Regions from separate parts of the Mus musculus genome. Here region 1 is linked to region 2. Evidence: chromatin contacts called from public HiChIP or PLAC-seq data. All regions are on one chromosome and are shown on one strand. Each heading gives the region's core, a stretch centred on a gene start, on an enhancer-like site or on the middle of the called end of the contact. The rest is flanking DNA. Distances are from core to core; before and after follow the strand shown.

Region 1 (4,152 bases), core at 1,262-3,761, 120 kb after region 2:
GGGATAGCACAGTAATGGGAGGTTGGGGCTTTGCATGACTACATTAATTCATAATGCAATATGCATAAGGGACAGGATAATGGACCCGTGACACCCTCTCTTCTTGGTGTCCCATAAAATGGGATGCAAATAAATTGATTTTTTTTTTTTTTTAAATTCCACAGCTTCAGTTGGCACCTCCTGACGGATTCCTGTCTTTGTGAGGCTCAGGTGCCATTTCCATCCTCATTGTCACTTGTATTTCTTGAAGGTTAATAACAAAGCTGATTTCTTAAAAAGAAAAAAAAAAGACACAATTATGCTGAGGAAACGGAGGAAATTGTCACAGTTGCTTTTCTCCAAGCTTGAATTTGATGTTCTTTTTGGATGAGAAAAGTTAAAATGAACACCTCATTTTTCTTTCTTTCCCCCTTTTTTTTTTGCACTTAAAAAGCAACATAATTTTAAAGTGAAGTTTTACAAAATCCATCAAGCACTTCCAACCATTTGATGGGGAAAAAAAAAAAAGAACAAATCTTCAAAGGGATTTTATATGAAAATACCCATTAGGCATGTACTGTAATAAAAAATTTTTAATGGCCATTTTATATTTCAGTTCTGAGCTCATTTTTAGTGAAATTACTCGGTGGCAAATGGAACCAGAGCGATCACCTGGGAGGCAGAGCTGTGGCTTTCTGAAATAATGGAGTGAGTACTCTCTGGTGACAGAGTCCTCCCCAGGAGGAGCCTCCCCCAGTCTCCCTCTGGTTCCCTTGGAGCTGGCGAGGAGAACATTACCCTTCGTGCTGTGGGGCTCGGCCTTCTCAGTGTGGAAGATGACTCCCCACGGCTGCCCTGGGTTCCCCAAGAACACGAAAGACCTTGAATCCGGTGATCCCAGGGATGCAGGCAGCAGGACAGAGCCCTAGGCAGAGCCTGCCCTCCTCGGAGAGTTCATACCAAGGACCTTTGTGTTTCCAGGGTAAGGAAGCCATGTCTCCTGAGGCCTCTTAGCATCGGAGCTTGCAAGGAGCAGAGGATGCAGGGGGCTTTTCTTCTCTTATGATAAATTTCTGAAAAGCGAACCAGGTTGCAATGGTGTCCAAAGAAACCCTCTGTTGAAGCTATGTTTTGTAAAGGGGTTTTCTCTTTGCAGTGAGGGATGGGGTTGTTATGTTGAAAGCTAATTAATATGTGAGGGCTGGAGAGATGGCTCGGTGGTTAAGAACACTTTCCCCTTGTCTTAGTCAGGGTGTCTATTTCTGCACAAAACATCATGATCAAGAAGCAGGTTGGGGAGGAAAGGGTTTATTCAGCTTACACTTCCGTACTGCAGTTCATCACCAAAGGAAGTCAGGACTGGAACTCAAGCAGGTTAGGAAGCAGGAGCTGATGCAGAGGCCATGGAGGGGTGCTGCTTACTGGCTTGCTTCCCCTGGCTTGCTCAGCTTGCTTTCTTATAGAACCCAAGACTACCAGCCCAGAGATGGTACCACCCACAATGGGCCTTTCCCCCTTAATCACTAATTGAGAAAATGCCTTACAGCTGGAGCTCATGGAGGCATTTCCCTAAGGGAGGCTCTTTCTCTGTGATAACTCCAGCTTGTGTCAAGTTGACACACACAACCATCCAGTACATCCCTCTTGCAGAGGACTGGGTTCCTATAATTCATGTGGCAGCCTACAACCACCTGTAACTCCAGTTCTAGGGGATATGATGTCCTCTTCTGACCTCTAAGGACACTAGGCACACACATGGTGCATGCATGTACATGCAGACAACACAGTTGTATGTGTGTGTGATGATTAAACCCTCAGACCTTTTATTTATGCTGGGTAGGGCTTCTGGCTTTAATATTTGCTAATCAGATATTCTCAATGGCAAAACGTTCTTGCCCGTAGGCCTGTTGTATAGATGAAATGAGATTTTACATATATACTGATCCCACAGTAAATATTCCCACAAGTTAACTTTCTTTGTAGGAATACTCATGTTATAAATCTGATACATTATTGCAAGGCTCTGGCTTGCTGAGCCCTTTCTTTCTGAAGTTTAACCTGGTACGACAGACCTGAGCTGATTGGGTAAAGAATAAAAAAATATCTGCTGGTGTTTCACTGAAGAAGTCTCTTTCTTTCCTTAAGTTTTCGGGGCTGGAATAAAGCTGCTGGTGCGCCAGCCCTGGTGATCAAACCACGGGTTTCTCTCAGCTTGAGGATGCGGCTGAGTGACTGAAGAGGGTGTTCCCTGAAGGAGTCTAATGGCGGCTCCCATTTCCATAAAATACCCATCTTTTGCTGGAACTGAATGCAATCTTCATGGGCTATCATTTAGAGAACAAAACATTTCCAATCCTTCCAGACCTAGACTGTTCCCCCTCGGGTGGCACTCCTCCCCGGGGAGGAAGAGGGCTTTGTGTGTGAACTGAAAGGATTTAGGAATGCAGCTTGTGACACTCAAGGCTCCTCCCAACAGAGGTTGCTTGATCTAGGGTTGCTAGATCTGCCCTGGGGGCATCCCATGTGGAGCCGTGACTCTGAGGAGGCGGAGAGGCACCGAACTTGCACAGGTTCCTTTGGAGACAAGAGTGAGGCGCCTTCTATACTAGGAGACTAGAAATACATAGCTAGAGGCGGGTGGATTTTTTTAAAAAAGTACTTATAAAAGCTGTGGTGGTGTAGATTTGAACGCTTGGCTACCGGGGAGAGGCACTCTTAGGAGGAACAGCCTTGTAGGAAGTGTGTCCCTGGGCTTTGAAGTTTCAGAAGCTCAAGCCGCTCCCCAGTGTCGTTCAGTTGCTGCTGCCTGCTGATCAGGATGTAGACCTCTCGGTTCTCCAGCACCAGGTCTGCCTGTGAGCCACCGTGGAGGTTTACTAAACCAATGACCCTGTAAGCCAGCCCCAATGAAATGCTTTCCTTTGTAAGAGTTGCTGTGGTCACAGTATCTCTTCACAGCAATAGAACCTCTAAGACAGATGTATTTTAATGTAGAAGACTACCCATAATTCTAAATCTATAGTCACTATATTTCCTTCTATAGGGGCCATGATTCTTTTTTTGTATTTTAAAAATGTATTCCTTGAGAATTTCATGCAAGCACACAATCTCCTTCCCATCCCCCACTCCCCATCTTTCTCTTCCTTTTCTTTTCTTTTCTTTTCTTTTCTTTTCTTTTCTTTTCTTTTCTTTTCTTTTCTTTTCTTTTCTTCCTTCCTTCCTTCCTTCCTTCCTTCCTTCCTTCCTTCCTTCCTCTCTCTCTCTTTCTTTCTTTCTTTCTTTCTTTCTTTTTTTCTTTCTTTCTTTCTCTCTTTACTTTTTTTAAAATAATTTGCTTAATCTGGTCAGTACTGCCTATATGTGCATGGGAGTAGGGGTCATCTCCTGGAGCATATGAGGCTAAGTTACCTGTGGCCACATCCCCAAAAGGAGGTGATGATTTTATTTTATTTTATTTTATTTTATTTTATTTTATTTTGACAAGGTCTCATTCTATAGCCTTGGATGACCATGTAGCTCAGGCTGGCCTTGAACTCATAGACACTGACCCGCTTCTGCCTCCTGAATGCTGGGATTAAGGGGTGAGACACCATGTTCTGGATGGCCTTGGGAGGGGAATTTTGGTGTCAAGCTGACAGAGACTATGAATCATACAGACTTGGCCTTAAACACTTTTTGTTGTTGTTGTTTCCATCACGTTTACTTATGTCTCTGTGTGTGCTTGCCCTGGCACACATGTTGGTTCTCACCTTCCAGCCTGTGGGACCTGGGGTCAGATCGTCAGGCTTGGTGGCAAGTACATTCGTTCATCCTCTGAGCCATCTCGCAGGCCCTATATTTGGATTTTAATATCGAATTACATTTGTGGTCACAGACTAGTAAACCCTGAGGTATCTATCTCTTGCGACAAAGAAATGATTCCCACAAAATATATATTTTTAGACTATCTCATTCAACTCTCCATTTCACCCATTCATTACCGTTGGCTTTCCACCCATAACAACTGCTGGAGATTTTTCTGGAAGCCCAGTGAGCAGAAAATCCAGTCACTCCCCTCAGACTGCACTTCATCACTAATGACTGTTTAGCCACACTGACTGACTCCGCCAGATGTTTGGCACTGTGTTACAGACTGTCAATCAAGATGGCAGAATTTGTCACTTGTCAAATTAT
Region 2 (4,244 bases), core at 1,743-4,242:
CACTTTGTAGACCAGGCTGGCCTCAAACTCAGAAATCCGCCTGCCTCTACCTCCCTAGTGCTCGGTTTAAAGGCGTGTGCCACCATGCCCAGCTCTGACTTTTATATTTATCAACTATAAAATGATAGTTGTAATTAAGTGACTTTTCAAAATAACTACTTCTGGTGCTAGAGATCAAATGTGCCTCACAGATGCTAAGATGTACTCTACCATCAGCTCCAGTATTACTCTTTATGTTACTAAAAATGGCTCATGGAAAAGAGTGCATTCTCCCTGTGTAGCCACCAGAGGGCACCAGTGAACAGTTTAACAGCCATACCCAGCATCCTATTTTGGAGAAATCACTTTTTCACTATATATATCTACTGTAGAAAAAAAAAAAACCAAAAACAAGTTTAGTCATTCATAAATGTTATCCTAAGAGAATTGTTGAGATTTTAAGGGTACTGGGGATCAATGCAGGGCCTTGTTAGGTAAATGGCTTACCACTGAGTTTTCTTTTTTTTTTTTAACATATACATATTTATTTTTTATTTGGCATTATAAGGACATAATAGGTATACTGCTTGTTTGAGAGAGAATCTTTATGTAGTCCTGGCTGTCCTGGACCTCAGTATATAAACCAGGCTGGCCTTGAACTCACAGCAGTCACCCTGCCTCTGCTCCTGCTACATTCAGCAGGTTGACTTTGAACTTGAGATCCTCCTGCCTTATCCTTCTGCGGACCCGGGATCATGGCTATGTGCCACCTTTCCTGGCTGACAAACTATCAGCTTAGGCAGGAACTAAGAGTTGGGAGAAAGAATTCTGGGAGAGAAGGAGGTGGGAAGATTTGCCAGAAAGATACGACGGGATGAACTCATGGTACCTGAGCACAGGTAACCAGCCACATGGCAGAATGTAGGCTAGAATAAACGGGATATTTTAATTTATATCTAATCAGAGAAGAACCTAGCTATATGGCCAAGATATTTGCAGATATATTTTGAGTCTGAGTCTTATTTCTGGAAGGAGTAACCAGGGCCCAACCACAATGTCCCACAGTGCAACACCAAAATGTTTATAAACAGTACAGTTCCTTGTATCACTTCTTCATGCCTCGGGTCTCCCATGGAGGCAGAAAAAGCCCAAGGGCCAGGTGTTTCCTGAGAGCACACAGAGTTGCTTTACAGAAGTGCTATGCACTGACGAGATTTAGAGAGTCTATTCAAGCATCCATGTCCACTCATTTCCACTCAAGTGAAAGAATGTTCATTGTGTTAAATATAAGCATTTTTCCTTAGTGGGAGAGAAAGAAGGCCTCTGTCTTAGTTATTCTTCTATTGCTATAGCGAAACACCATGACCAAGACAACTTAGAAAATAAAGCATTTAATTGGGGGCTTGCTTACATTTTCAGAGGGTTAGTCCATGATCATCATGGCAGCAGCCAGGCTGAACTTGAATCATGATTATCCTCCTGCCTCAGCATGTACTATTATATCATGCAGTTCTACATTTTCAATGGAACTTCAATAGGACCCAAGTCTCAAAATGAAATGTTTAAAATGCCCAGGATGTAAGCCCAATTACTAAGCATTCAAAGAATGCGGGAAATCTCAGTCCTCCTAGGAAAAATGCTGCCAACACTGCACACAGATGGTGAAATTATCTCATGAACTATTAACCATTTAATGGAGGTTAATTCTCATTTGTCTCATGTCTGTAAATTCAGGCAAAGTGATCAACAGCTTTCTTCCTGGGCTCTTTTCTAGGGATATTTGTATAGCAATCGTTTTTTGCGTGATAAAAAATATTTTTTTCTTCTTGTTCTAGGGGGAGTCTTGTTTGGTCTCCAGGATGAGAAAAGGCACCATCACTCTTCTGGATGAAGCTGGACAGATTCAGAGACCATTTATGAAATACCCGTTTCCTGCAGAGCATTTCCTGTAATGCTACCACTTACATCGGACAGACATCACCTTGGCCTCATGGCATCACTTGGGGAATGGGGTATACTCTGCCTCTCTGAGAAGGTGCCTTTTCTTTCTCACCTAGGAGTTTCATTGACAGTTCATCAACTGGCACTGGAACTTGTTGACTTACAAAGTTAACATGTCAGATCCTTCAGAGTTGACTCCAAAACGTCTCCATGTAACCACTAACATACTGTTCCAGCCTTCTCAGTACTGGGATTATAGGCATGTGGTATTACATTCAGCTTAAGTGGTACTTATTTTTAATTTTAAACCAATGGTAACATTCAGCCAGGCATAGTCTCACACCTGTAACCCTAGTATTCAGGAGACTAAGACAGGATTCCCACAAAAATCAGAGCCAGCCTGGATACACAGTGAGGTTCTAGGCCAGCTTTAGCTACAATATGAAAATCCTGGGGGGGGGGGGCTGGATAGGAAAGAAGGGAATAAGGAGATGGTTCTAAATTTGGATCCCCAGAACCCAAGGCAATGCTGAGCAGGCATGGAAGACCTCCTGTAATTCCTACCTTGGAAGATGGAGACAGAATCCCCAGAGCAAGTTAGCTACCAAGACTAGCTCTATGGAATGAGCTCTGGGTTTGACTGAGAGATCCTGCCTCAAGGAGACCTGGCTGTCCTGGAACTCTATGGAGTTGAAGAGAATCACAGAGATTTAAGACTTGTGTTGCTCAAACCAGCCGAAAACAATTTGTCTCTTTTACAAAACAAACTGAGCGGGTCGTGGTAGTGTACACTTTTCATTGCAGCACCGGGAAGGCAGAGGTAGAGGAGAGTCTCTACGGCCAAGATCAGGTTCAGGAGCTGAGTAGCCTCTCACCCTCCTGCCCACGCCGTTCCGCCCCGCTCCACGGAGGCCCGGAGGAAGCGGTGAGCACAGGGGATGCTCAGAGCCCAACTCCAAGCCCCAACCCCGGCTGCGACCAGGCGGCCACGACGCCACTGCGCCGCCGCCTCTCGCGAGACCACAGCCGGGCCGCGCCTCCTTCCTCTCCGCTGTCTCTCTCTCTCTCCCCGCCCCCGGGGGCTGCGCAGCTTCCTCCAGAGCTCGGGAACCTCGGACGTGGCGAGGCGGTCAGAAGGCTGGAGCGCGGCACATAGAGGTCCCTCGGGCGGACCTTCTGAGCCGCAGTCCAGCCAGGGAGCGCCGACGCATCTTTCCAGGTACACCGCACCGACTGGCGGAGGCCTACTGCGCGTGCGCCGGGGCCTTAGCGGGGCGCCACACCTGGGTGGGCAGGGGCTGCTCGCGCACGCGCGCCGCGGTGCCCGCGGGCTGTGGGGAGTTGGGCGTCGTTTGTCACTGCTAGGGAGCGCTGTCGCTGGCGTGGCGTCATTCCCGCGGCTTCTGTGCTCCGGCTCAGCTCGGGGCGGGGCGGGAGGATGACTTCGGAGATGGAGTCGTCGCTGGAGGTCAGCTTCTCGTCCAGCTGTGCGGTGTCAGGGGCGTCTGGGTGTTTGCCTCCCGCCCGCTCCCGCATCTTCAAGATCATAGTGATCGGCGACTCGAACGTGGGCAAGACGTGCCTGACTTACCGCTTCTGCGCCGGCCGCTTCCCCGACCGCACCGAGGCCACGATCGGGGTGGACTTCCGAGAGCGAGCCGTGGATATTGATGGAGAGCGCATCAAGGTGAGCCGGTGGGGCGGGGACGCTGTCTCAGCGGAGTGCCGCTCCTTCTTGGCAGGTGTCGGGACCTCACCCTGGGTCTGGGCAGGAGTGTGCGGTGCGCCCCATGGCGTGGGAAAGTGTGTTTGTATCTATCAAACTTCTGAGGCATTGTTCCTCCACCTCTAATGTACATCAGGTTTACCTGGGACTTCTTGTTTTTCAAAAAAGCACGTTCTGATTTGATAAGCTCCCCTATAACGCACATGCAATGAGTCTGTGGACCGACCACACTTTGAGTGACAGAGGTGTAGGGGGCGGTCACCCCCCCACTCCCACCCCCATTGCTTGAGTGAGAGTTTTGGGCTGGGAATCTGGGTGGTGGTGGTGGTGGGGTATAACCGGAAGAAACTCAGAAATTTTTCAAGCATAGAAAATTCCGTTATAAGTCGGGCCTGGGGGAACACTTCTTAAATCTCAGCACTCTCACAGAGACCAGGATCTCTGTGTTTGAGATCAGCGTGGTCTAATTAGTTCCAGGATAGACAGGGCTCTCCTGGATAGACAGAATACACAGAGAAACCCTGTCTCAACCAAACAAACCTCAAACACCCCAATTTAACAACAACAACAACAACAACAACAACAAAACCTCCGTTAT

What was found. HiChIP or PLAC-seq counts read pairs in DNA pulled down with a chosen protein or histone mark.
Region 1: a contact with region 2 is called in an H3K27ac HiChIP or PLAC-seq map of embryonic stem cells, with 12 read pairs. The contact joins the enhancer-like site here to the promoter of Rab33b in region 2. A contact is called at or near these places in 1 of 39 promoter capture datasets (neutrophils), 5 of 115 datasets of contacts at active chromatin or transcription factors (embryonic forebrain, embryonic stem cells and fetal liver) and 2 of 9 other capture datasets (adipose tissue and liver).

The regions. Positions count from the first base shown.
Region 1 is chr3:51,596,845-51,600,996 of GRCm38.p6, forward strand. No RefSeq gene overlaps it. Among named protein-coding and RNA genes, the nearest start is that of Setd7, 38 kb to the left of the region's middle. Within about 2 kb of position 2,512, at least 10 of the 459 cell types and tissues checked have an H3K27ac peak or open chromatin away from gene starts, as enhancers often do. A contact at or near this core is called in embryonic stem cells, where this site is marked.
Region 2 is chr3:51,480,974-51,485,217 of GRCm38.p6, forward strand. Rab33b (RAB33B, member RAS oncogene family) reads left to right here and starts at 2,993. Exons shown (of 2, transcript NM_016858.2): 1 at 2,993-3,607. The coding sequence starts at 3,359.